2 separate regions of the Mus musculus genome follow, and region 1 is linked to region 2. The links are chromatin contacts, called in public promoter capture Hi-C maps. All regions are on one chromosome and are shown on one strand. The core of a region is the stretch at or near the end of the contact, and the rest is flanking DNA. Distances in the headings are between cores, read along the strand shown.

What was found. Promoter capture Hi-C pulls out the DNA fragments that hold promoters and counts their contacts.
Region 1: a promoter capture Hi-C map of hippocampal neurons shows a contact between it and region 2, with 2.2 times the contacts expected there. The contact joins the promoter of Atox1 here to the enhancer-like site in region 2. A contact is called at or near these places in 2 of 39 promoter capture datasets (cranial neural crest and hippocampal neurons), 10 of 484 Hi-C or Micro-C datasets (the CH12 cell line, brain, cardiomyocytes and 7 more), 2 of 115 datasets of contacts at active chromatin or transcription factors (bone marrow-derived macrophages and embryonic stem cells) and 1 of 9 other capture datasets (liver).

Annotation. Positions count from the first base shown.
Region 1 is chr11:55,457,840-55,463,998 of GRCm38.p6, forward strand. Atox1 (antioxidant 1 copper chaperone) reads right to left here and starts at 3,369. Exons shown (of 4, transcript NM_009720.3): 1 at 3,249-3,369. The coding sequence starts at 3,254. It also overlaps the pseudogene Gm12235.
Region 2 is chr11:55,248,920-55,254,657 of GRCm38.p6, forward strand. Fat2 (FAT atypical cadherin 2) reads right to left here. Exons shown (of 23, transcript NM_001029988.2): 22 at 4,605-5,062; 23 at 1,691-3,579. The coding sequence ends at 3,047. Among named protein-coding and RNA genes, the nearest start is that of Slc36a1, 47 kb to the left of the region's middle. Within about 2 kb of position 1,817, at least 7 of the 459 cell types and tissues checked have an H3K27ac peak or open chromatin away from gene starts, as enhancers often do. A contact at or near this core is called in hippocampal neurons, where this site is marked.

The sequences.
Region 1 (6,159 bases), core at 2,119-4,618, 210 kb after region 2:
CCCACATACCCACACATTGACACAGGTATATGCATATAATTAAAAAAATAAAAAAACTGGGGGGGTGTGGGCTCATGTCTTTAATCCATGCACGCTGGAGGCAGTGGCAGGCAGATCTCCAAGTTTGAGGCCAGTCCAGTCTACAGAGTGAGTTCCAGGATACACAGGAAAACCCTGTCTCAGAAGCAAAGCAAAAAATAAAAAAATAGGGCTAGACTGATGGCTCAGTAGTTAAGACTGCTTGTACTCTTCCAGAGACCTGAGTTTCCCGAACCATGTTGGATGTTACAGTTACCACTGTAATTCCCACTCTCAGGGAATCTGAAGCCCTCTCTTATGGTCTCTGTACACAAGTGGCATGCGCGCGCGCACACACACACACACACACACACACACACACACACAAATAAAATTAAAGCTACAAGATAGTACGTAGCAAGTAAATTACAATTATTCACTTATTTGCATGTGGGAGTGTGTGCCAGGGATGTCAGAGGCCATCAACCTGACCCATCCTGCAACCCTCATGTTCCCTTTTCTGCAGTATTTTTCTAGCTTGAAAAGAGAAGCATTCATTTCCTTCTGCTCAGGATTCACTAAGGTGATGAGGTCATGGGTGTGAAGGCCCTAGGGGAGAGAGGCTTTCTTTGCTCCAGGCAAATCTTAGCATAGCTCCACAAGCTACTCTCAGAAGAAGCTCTGAAATGGAGTTTCAGAGGATAATTTTTTGCTGCTCAAGGAGCTAAAGTCAACAGTTATCTGAGCTCCAAACTGAGGACCACGGCAGGAAAGGACTTCTTTCACAGCACAGAGGTCAGAGGTCAGGGGTCCGCTCCAGGAGGCCGATGTTCCAGCTCAGAGCTCCCTACCTCTGCCTACACATTGTGCAACTAAACATGATGACACAGAGTTGGCTTAAGGGACAGGGTGATCCAGTCTTCACAAGGGTATTCCCTAAACTGCTCCACCTTCTGGGTGTCTCGCCAGGGCCACTAGACCCCAGGATCCTTTCTTTAGGTCTTGGGTTTGAGGCTCAGTGACAGAGCACATACATTGTATACACAGGCCCTGGATTCAACACCTAGCACCACAAAACAAAACCATAAGCCAGGTGTGGCAGCTCACTTCTGCAAACCCAACCCTTGAGAAGCTAAGGCAGAAAGATTGCTATGAGTTTAAGAGTCATCCTGGGCTAGGTATTCACTTACAGCCAACCTGGGCTATGGTGATGTTTGGTAACGATAATAACAAAATGAATCCTCATAAGTATAATATATATTGTTATACTACATATTGTTGTATTACTATATTATATATATTAATTACTTCAGAAAGCCAGTAAGTGGTATGATTCTTTTATAGACACTAGAACTGGAAGAGTGAGAATAGAGGGGGAGTAGGAGGGGGAGGAGAAAGAGGAAGAGGAGGACACTATTCCTCTAGAGGACGCTGAGTCTTTGAACACTGGTGTCTTAGAGTCCTGTTTACTAGTATCTGCACATCTCTGATGTGCCCGACTCTCTCACACCTTGTTACACTGTCTCCTTTATGTCTCCTTTAATCGCTACAATGATTCAAAAAGCCAGGAAACTCTACCTTGTGAGAGATCAGAAGGCTGAAGCTCCGGGGTTAAATACTGACCCCAGGAGACACAGCTCATGAGTAGGAAGGCCTAGGCTGGAGAGAGGACACAAGACTTGAACTTTTAACCAGTGAGACCCATGTTAAATTGGAGTGGAAGCCTGCCTACCCAGTTCTACCCCACTCGACCTACATCAACATAAGAGTCACTACTCCTTGGGGACAGATGGGTCACTAGCTGTGTTAAATATGATGATATAACTCCAGTTAATACCAACCTCAGTCCTGAAAGGTCTGTTTTCAGTCCTGATTTTACAGATGAGGAGACAAAGGCTCAGAGAGGCAGAACAACTTGCCTGAGGCTGCCCAGCTGGCAAGCCAAGGGCAAACTTTCAGGTTTCTGGGTTAAGCTTTGGTCTGCAAACTATCTTGGGTAAGACTTACTTCCCTGGCTAGATTGGAGGTAGCACTTGACCAATACCTCCCTGCACTTAGCAATTTGTCTTGATAAGGTGCCTGTTCATCTCCCATTAAATCCTGTGTCCCCAGAGGCAGACACAGAACAGAGAGGCCCTCAAGCTATTTTTTTCCTTCACTGCTGCCCTCTGAAGAGCAGCCGGGCAGCCTCCACTCTGGAATCCTGAGGTCACCAAGGAGTCTGTCACATGGACTAGCTTGACTGGCAGGATGGACTTTACCAAGTTTTTTTTTTTTTTTTGGTCTGTGCTTTGTGCAGACAGGGTCTGAAGACAATGGGCAGGAACCACAAGAATGACACCTGAGAGGTTTAAGGATTTGTACCAGGAAGAAGCCTCAGGTTCATTCCCAGAAGATAAGCTGCTAAAACACAGAATACTCCTGGGAGACCTCTGGGTTGAGAGGCACTGGGAGGAAAATGCTCTCCACTCCACAACTCTAGACCAGCATCTCCGGAACTCAGTTGAGATTAGAGCTTGCCCCCAAACAAGTACAACTGGTTTTGCCCAGCACTTCCCAGGTGGTCTGGCTCCATCTTGTATCCTACCTACCTAGCTAGCTCCCAACAATAAACGCTTTCCAGCAAGCACTGGGGTTTTTCTTCTCTTCTTGTGTAATGTGCCAAGGCCTCATGTAAGGCCTTCATTTTAAATTAAGCAATGAGACTAGAAGCCGCCATGCAAAGGAGTGGGGTGATTTCAAAGGCAAGATAAGCGCTGCTCTCGGCTCCTTAAACTCTGCTCTGAGCTTTGGGATTCCTGGTTGGGGAAGAAAGTACCCTGTCGGCCCAGTGCTGAAGTGGAAGCAGGGCAGTGTGGGCAGGAGAGATGAACAGAGACATGCTTCTCTGGAAAGCCTGCAGGCGGCAGGGTATGCATGTGGAAAGGCCAGGTACCCGCATTCCTATATGGGTTCTCTGCCCTACCTCCCTGCCTCAGTTTCCCCATTATGCAGAAAAGGATGGGGCTGCCTCTCGAAGACTCTCTAGGGCGATCCGGAGGCCTGTGTTCTGCACTACACTGCTCTCTGCAGCTTTCCGGAGGGTCCCGAAGCCGGAGGACCGTGCGGAAGGTAAACTGAGAAACGACTGCAGCTCTGGCCACGGCCTGCGCCCTGACAGCAGCGTCGGGCTCGGAAACAGTGCATCCGGGCTGGAGACAGAAGTTCCCGCGGGTCGAACGGCCACTTACCGGCATGACTGACGCGGCACACACGGGCAGTGGCAGCGGCGACGACGACTGGAACTCCTCTCCCGGACACCAAAGCTGCGCTTCCGGAGAGCGCTCCTGAAAGCCCCGCCCTCAGGCCAACCCATCCTTCGGCCAGGCCCCGCCCTAGGGCTGGGCTCCACTTATGCCCCGCCTCTTCCGGGGCTAGCTTCGTCAAGGCCCGGCCCTTTGAGGAAGGATCTGCTAAATTCCCTGTCCCTTCCGGTCCAGTTAGAGCTAGGTTCCTCCCTTGGGCTGGCCTCCTCTTGCTTACCGTGCCTTTCGATATGAATATTTCACTAGGTCCCGCCTCTCTTTTGGGTTAGGTCACGCCCCTCCGGACGCGGAAAGGCCAGGCTTTTTTGAGGTCAAGCTAAGGCTATCTTGTGGAGGCCAGACCTGCGTTTTCTGCTGGGTCATTTCTGAAACAGGGCTAGGGAATGCAAGGCCAAGGCTCTGGGAATAAAAGATCTGGCATCTCCCTAAAGGGACCATCTCTCTTGCTTACCACTCAACTCAGTCCCTAAACTACAGTGGCCTGACCTAGGGCGCCAGGCCTGTTGACCCGGATACTAACGTGGCTGAGGCAGAAGATTTCTGGGTTCAAGGCTTACTGCGGCTGCAAAGTTCAAGGGCATCCTGGACTTCTTGAGACCCTTTCCTGAAAAAACATATTAAAAAAGAAATCCAAATTTAAGGCACATAGTAGATAAATTCACAACTGTAATCCCAGTGCTTGAAAAGTTGAGGCAGAGCTGGGCCAGGTGGTGGTCATGCCTTCCTTCAATCCTGGCCCTCTGGAGGCAGAGGCAGGTGGATCTCTTAAGTTCAAAGCCAGCCTGGTCTACAGAGCAAGCTCCAGGGCTATGCAAAAAACAAACAAACAAACAAACAAACAAAACAAAACAAAAAACCCATGAGACTGCGTCCTTCCCACCCAATTATGGCAGCCCCAGTAAACCGAGTTACTGCATGGGTAACTGACACCCATGAAGAAGATTGGCTTCCTCAAGAGTGCCAGAAGGACCAACCGACTGGATCTATCTCCTCTACCAGCCATTTGTGTCCTTGAGCTGGAGGCTGAGAGGAGATCCCTAAACTAAGTAGGCAATCTGCCATTTTGTGTGTCAGGATGGGTTCAGTCTGAAACCATGCTATAATTTGAACATAAAAGTTATAAGAAGTTGGCTAACAGGGGAAAGCCTAAGAATCTAAGACTAGCTGGATGGGGTAAGGGTGGCACACATGTGTCTATAAACAAGCATTCCCGGGGCTGGCGAGATGGCTCAGTAATTAAGAGCGCGCCGACTGCTCTTCCAAAGGTCCCGAGTTCAAATCCCAGCAACCACATGGTGGCTCACGACCATCCGTAACGAAATCTGATGCCCTCTTCTGGGGTGTCTGAGGACAGCTACAGTGTACTTACATATAATAAATAAATAAATCTTAAAAAAAAAAAAAACAAGCATTCCCCCTACACTCCAGAGGCTGAGGCAGGGGATTTATGAATTGGAGGCCAGTCTGAGCCTCATGAGAACCTGTCTTAAATAAAATGAACTAAAATAAAATAAATGTAAGAACATAATAGGCTGGGCGATGGTGGTGCACGCCTTGCTCCCAGCACTCGGGAGGCAGAGGCAAGCGGATTTCTGAGTTTGAGGCCAGCCTGGTCTACAGAGTGAGTTCCAGGACAGCTAGGGCTACACAGAGAAACCCTGTCTCAACCCCCCCAAAACAAAAACAAAAACAAACAAACAACAACAAAAAGAATTGGAAGCAGGGGGATTGCTGAAAGTTCAAAGCCAGTCTACACTACAAAACACCATGTCCCAAGCACTAATAACCCTTCACCCTGATACAAAAGTGTGATGGATGTGAGAAGATTCAACTGTCCAGAAGGTTAAGACATAAGTGTCCGAGAAACAGGTCCCCCTGCAGAACGTTCTGGCTGGGAGGCTTCTGGGAAAGCATCTATATCCCCAAAGGGAACTGATACCACTCTCTGCCTCCTTGCTCCAACTCCACATAACTTCTAGAGAACAAGGACCTTCCGTCTAGCTGTCCATGACAGAAATGTCCCAGAGGCTGATGCAAGAGCCACGGAGCTAGTGCTGAGCACTGATGGCCCCAGACTTATTCTGGGGGAAGGGAAGCCATCTTTATTTCATCTCCTGAAGTCAACTTTCTTTACTTGCCCTTGACATGCCTCACTGAGAGTCCTCACCTGATGATGTACAGCTTGCTTCTGGCCTTAATGCACCTAGTGTTGCGATGTCACCACACACAGTTCCCTAAAATTAAAAATAGAACAAATTGGTATGTGAGGAATTGTCTGCCATTTAAAGTTTTGCTAGATTGATTGACTGCCTCTCAGAACAAGGGAAAAGGTTATTCTATCTATCTATCTATCTATCTATCTATCTATCTATCCATCCATCCATCCATCTTCGACATAGGGTTTCTTTTGTATAACTCTGGCTGTTCTGGAATTCAGTCTTTAGACTAGTCTGCCCTGGGGCTCAGAGATCTGCCTGCCTCTGCCTCCTGGGTGATGGGATTAAAGGCGTGAGCCACCACCTCCACCCATGTAAGGTTTTAATTTTAAATTTAAAAAATATTTTTTCCAGGTTCATAATTTCTTGTACAAATTGAGTTTTACATAGTGGATTCACATCAGCTCCTTCAGGCACGGGACTTAACAGATGAGGTCAGACATTTCCAAGTCCATTTCTCTTGCTTTCACAGCTAGAGTTGTTTTAGGCCTTAACTTGAAGTATAAGACCAACAAAGCAATGCCTCCGTATATGGCCGGGACACAATTTATTCTACCTGTGAGGGTGAAAGAGTTGAAATACTTTTAATACCGGTGAACTGGAATTGGCCATCACTTTCT
Region 2 (5,738 bases), core at 567-3,066:
TCAAACTCAGGACCTCTGGTAGAACAGTCCGGCACTCTTAACCACTGAGCCAACTCTCCAGCCCCACCCCACCCCACCCCCGCCCAGGGACTTTCTAAAGAGGTTTAACTGAGGGGGAAGACCAACCCTGAGTGTGGGATGGAGTCTCAGACTGGATAAAATGGGAAGAGTAGAAGTCTGGCTGCACAGCAGTATGTATCACACATGGAGGGAAGAATTGCTAAGGTAGATTGCCTGAAAACTTCTGCCATGTTGTGAAATGTGCAGTGGAATTCCAGTGTTGAGAAGCTGAGGCAGAAGGAGCGAAACTGTTCCATATGATATAATCAAGCTTGATGTCCTGTTACAGCATCAGGAATGGGCTCTATTGTGTACTGTGCACTTTGGCTCCTGGTATGCCTACATTGGTTCACTGATGCAAGAGACATGTCATTCTTTTGAGGGATGCTCATGCATGTGTAAGGGGATTGAGTGACATCTCTGTGTCTTCCACTCAAGACCTATTGAGAGCCTCTCTGACAAGAACTGGGGATGTGGCTCCAATTGGTAGAGTCTTGCCTAGCACGCATGAAGCTCTGAAGTCTATTCCCAGTACTGCATAAACCCCATGTGAGGATGCACACCCAGCACGCAGGAGATGGAGGTGGGGGATGGGAACTTTGAGGTTGTCCTTGGCTGCATACTGAGTTGGGATGTATCCAGCCTGGGCAACATGAGGTCTTAAAAGAAGCTCTCAGAACAAGAGTCAGGTCAAAGCTGATCGAGGATGTATTAGTGTGCAGTGGAGCTGAGAGCAAGGCAACCTAACCTACCTGACTGCAGAGCCCTGAGTCCACATGGATATCGCACACTGGCCATCTGTGACTGACTGGACTTTCCAGGTTCAGGTCTCGACAGCCACCAGGGGGGTGTCCCATTGAACAGAGGAGCAGTAGTTGCTGGGTCCCCAAGACTTGTTCTGTTAGCAAGGCCCCTACTGCAGCCATCCCATGTGGTGCTGAGAAATGAAGTCTTGAGCCTTGGACTTTAGACACCCTGGTACTCCATAGCCTTAGTTTCCCTATCTTTATATTGAGGAGCTTGGGGCTGGTGAGATGGTTCAGCTGGTAAGAGTGTGACACCAAGCTTGATGACTTAAGTTTGATCCCTGGGAGCTACTTGATGGAAGGAGAGAGCTAACTCCCATAGTTGTCCTCTGGCCTTCAAACACATATACAAATAGATTAAATGATGATGATGGTGGTGGTGGTGATAATGATGGTGGTGATGATGGTGGTGATGGTTTTTTTTTGTTGTTGTTGTTTTTTTTTTTTTAAGAATGGGTTTCTCTGTGTAGTCCTGGCTGTCTTAGAACTCACTGTGTAGACTAGGCTGGCCTCTAACTCACAGAAATCTGCCTGCCTCTGTCTTCCAAGTGCTGGGATTAAAGGTGTGCACCATCATGCCCAGCTCAAAGATCTTTTTAAAATTTGAACTTGAGGAATATTGGAATCGGAGGCGTTTCTCCAAAATAGTGTTCTGGCCCCGCCCAGACCTCTGACGTCATGTCTAGTTAAGCTCTAGAGTCTAGCTTAGCAGGTGTCAGAGTGATAAACCCTTCCAGCTCCTGGATTCTTTATGAACCTGGACTTGGACACTCTCTTGACATGGCCCTGACCCAGCCTGAAGTGCTCTAAGCGACACAGAAAATAACAGTAAAAAAAAAGATATTTATTGTTAAAAAAAAAAAATCAAATGGCCACCAAAGCCACTTGTGCAATCAGTCACACCCACAGTCACACATGGTCGACAAATGCACCCGCCCACACAGCAGTCTTTCTGAACAGCTCTGTGGGTGGGAGTCTCTTCCTCTTGACTTCTAACTCCAAAACCACACACGTGAAAAGGCAGCGGACCAGAGAGGGACTGGCAGAGGACAGAGTGTTCAGGCCACTACAGGCCTCCCTGGCTTCCAGTCTCTGTCACTCCCAGCTACATAACTTTCTACGCATGTGCACATGCACACAGTCCGTGGGTGCCCACACTGATCCTCCATGCATAGGGCTGAGTCAGTGGGGGTAACACTTGATTGGCAGGCGTCTATGATGAAGGGAAGGGAGAAGGCAGGGTGTCTGGCCTGGATCTGCTGGCTGAATCTCCACCTCTACCTGGTCCTGGATGGCAGTTGAAGTCCTTGTGTCTAAACAAGAAGAAACCCTTTTGGGAAAACACATCCAGACAGCAAGGTTGAAAAGTGCCTAAGAAGTTTTCAAATGAACTACATCCTTCTTGTTCTTGGCTAAAAGTGCCTGGGACGTTTGGGACAATTAACTCAGCATTCGGAGAGATCTGAATTCTTCTGCGCAGAAGGTTTCAGGCAGGATCCCACCGGCAGAGGGGGAACAAGTCCTGAAGCTTCAAGAACAAGACTTCCAGAAGATGGAAGTCCATGTGACTCAACTTCCAAGAATGTTCTTGTTGCCAGTGCCCAGAACAATGCTGACATATGACACTTGGCATAGATGTCCCAAAGGTACACACAAAGCAGATACTCGGGTGACTGTAGTACCTGCTTACAGGCTGCTTACTCTTCAGCCCCTTAGGAGACCACTGCACGGATCTTAGAAGGTCCTGGTCTCTTCTCCACAGTAGATGCATGCATGGTTGCCTACTGGGCACAAACCTGCCTGCCCCATGATGGGCCTGTGAGAAGCTGTAAGAATGTGGCCCAGACACGTTGAGCTGGTGGTTGGAGCTCTTTCTTGCTGGGGCTGGGAGCTGGCGGATCTGAGGGATTACCCTCCTAGTTCTCACCCCAGTGTGCACCTGTCTGGGCACCTCCTCTTTCCTGGGGCCCTACCGCCATTTTTACAGCTCTACCTTCAGCTTCCCTCCACCCTCAAGGACAAGCTGGGGACCTGAAGAGCACATTTTAAGAGATGGACATCTGGGCTGGGGATGTGCTGGCCTCCCTTCTTCTCTCAGCCACACCCAACTCACTTCCCATGACATTGGGAGACAGTGTGGGGCCAGGGCTTCCCCCATGCTTTCCTCTGAGAGCAGAAAGCTAGAACATGACTTCCTCGCAACTTCCATAGTCACTCTCTACCATATCTGAGCCCTCGTAGTTGGGAGGAGCTCGAGGTTGGCTCCGTCCTGGGGCAGGCCCACCATTCACTTCACAGTCAGCATAGGATGGCCCAGCTCTGCTGAGGCGCATGCTCACCCCCTTATAGCCCCCCTCTGCCAGGCATGGCCCACCCCCTCCCTGGCGGAACTGTGAATGGTAGTAGCTGATAGCTGTATACTCATTGAGACAGGGGGCAAGCAGATGTTCCCGGGGGCTGGGAGGCCGTGGAGGTATCAGATCTTCCAGGTTCTGGTTGCTGTAACGGGGTGGGAGGGGTGCCCGCTTGTTTTCCAGTTCCAGGGGGAAAGGGAAGCCCCCATAGAGCCCAGCGGGATCTGGCATCACGGCGGGACTAACATGGCGTCGAGGAGAGGGTGGCAGAGGTCCCTGCATTGCTTCAGGATGTGGATATTCCCAATGCTCCTTCCGGGAGTAAGTTGGAGGCCAGACTGCAGCTCCACTTGGGTATACTGAAAGAGAACAGTAAGACTTGGTGAGGTCTGTGTTTCCATGGTGCATTCTAGCAAGCTGTACAGGGGCTATCAATGACTTGACATTTGGTAGGGATGGCTCGGGGAGTTGGTGGGCATATGACCTATCTGTACATGTCGTCTCTGGAAGCTGAGATGGATCTACAATCCAGTGAAGGTAAATTGAAGCCTGAGGTTAAACTCAATGCCAGCCCATCTTGTGACTCTCCACTGCCAACCCGTGTCGGTGAGAAGGGAGGTCTAGGGAGAACCATAGACAGTTCTCTACCATCCACACTTCCGTTAGACAGCTGCAGTTGAGAGTATAATCTCAGAATGGAAGGAAATGGATGCACACTGTGGACTTGGTGATGGCTTAGTGCCTGTCATAGGAGGTGATGGGATGAGAGGAGGCTTGGAAGGAGTCCCCTTATCCCACACCCATCTCTGCCAATGACAAGTTGAGATTTAGAGCAACTCATTTCATCTTTATGGCCTCGGTGACATGCCATGACAATACCTGTTGTAACTACTGGAGAACATACTAGAAAAAATAGAAGGCACTTTACAAATATACTCCTTCTGAACCAAAGATGAAAGGGGCTGTAGTTTCCTTCTCTGGGCCAGCTAAATCTCACTTCCAGATTGGACTGCTAGAACTTTTTCCATCTCCAGAACAGCACAAGGGTGCAGACATCCCCACTTTATTCCCAAGTCCACCCAAGACCATCAAGTCTACGTTTCATGACATGAACATTAATCAGTCCTATGGTGTGATTTGGAGTTTAGAGGACCGTGTGATGGAACAGACACGATGAGCTGCAAACTCTGGGTCAAGGGACTTAGCATCTTCTCCAGTCATCTATGCACTGTGACCTGGAATGCATCCCTACATGCCCAATACCCAGAGATTGGTTTGATCAATGGTTGTTCCATTGTATACCAACGTATATACCAATGGAGTATTTCAGGCTTCCACCCACTTCCATGCATCCCTGAGCCATGGGACTTCTGGCTATACTGACCCAGCTCCTCGCCTGACCAGGTTCTCTTGATGATGGGCTCGTGGCCAGGGTGGGAGGAGACTACAGCTGGTGGGAGCCTGGGAGGCACACTGCACACCATCGGCCGCTGTTTGGAGCTAGGTCCAAAGGTGACAAGTTCATTTGGAACTGAGGTCTTACTGGGCTCCAGTTGGTTTAAGTCATTGCAGGAGCCGGCGTTAAGGGGATCGAGCTCAATGGCAGGTGAAGCTTGGGTGTCGACACCAATGCTCCTGGCTAGGAGGTCTGGATCCTCCATGGCCACTGGCTTGTGAGACTTGCAGCGACGGCAGTAGAGGAGGAGTCCCACGGTGGCAATGATGAGGAGAGGTAAGGCTACTATGATTACCAGGAACTCCTGCTGTCCCCAGTCCCCTCTCTTAATCTCAGGAGTGATGAGACAGTGTCCTCCAGAACAACCCCTTGCTTCCATCTCACACCTGCAGAGATTGAGAAGTACTTAGCAGAGTCTTAAAGGTCCCTCTTTAAAAAAAATATTTAATGCATGAATAATTTGTCTGCGTGTATGTCTGTGCACCGCATGTGTGTCTGATGCCCTTTGAGGCCAGAAGAGTTGGAATAATATCCTACAGACCATTCGTGAGCCACCATGTAGGGGGTGGGAATTAAACCCAGCTCCTCTGAAAGAGCAACAAGTGCTCTTAAGCACTGAGCTATTTTTCCAGCCCCATGGGATAGAGGTCTCACCCCCAAACCTGTGACTTTACCACTCCCACTCTTGTGTGTGTGTGTGTGTGTGTGTGTGTGTGTGTGCAGTCTGAGGCTCAGTACTGGGAGACGCTATCTCACAAGAATAAGACAGAAGGCAATAGAGCAGAACACTAGACATCCTCCTCGGGATACCTCATATTATTGGGTGCATGTGCCTCCACATATGCAAATATGCATACAAGTATACATGTGTGTATGAGAAAGGTTCTCCCACCCCAGCTGAGCCCCAACTATCTCTCAGTGCTTAGAATTTCACCACAAGGGCTTTGTTCTGCAATGTAAATGCTGTGTTCCGTTCCCCAGGTTCCTTTTAAAACACAAACACCACTTTCCTGACCTGCTCCCACGTACTCTCCAATGACCCTGATGCATACCATTTTACAT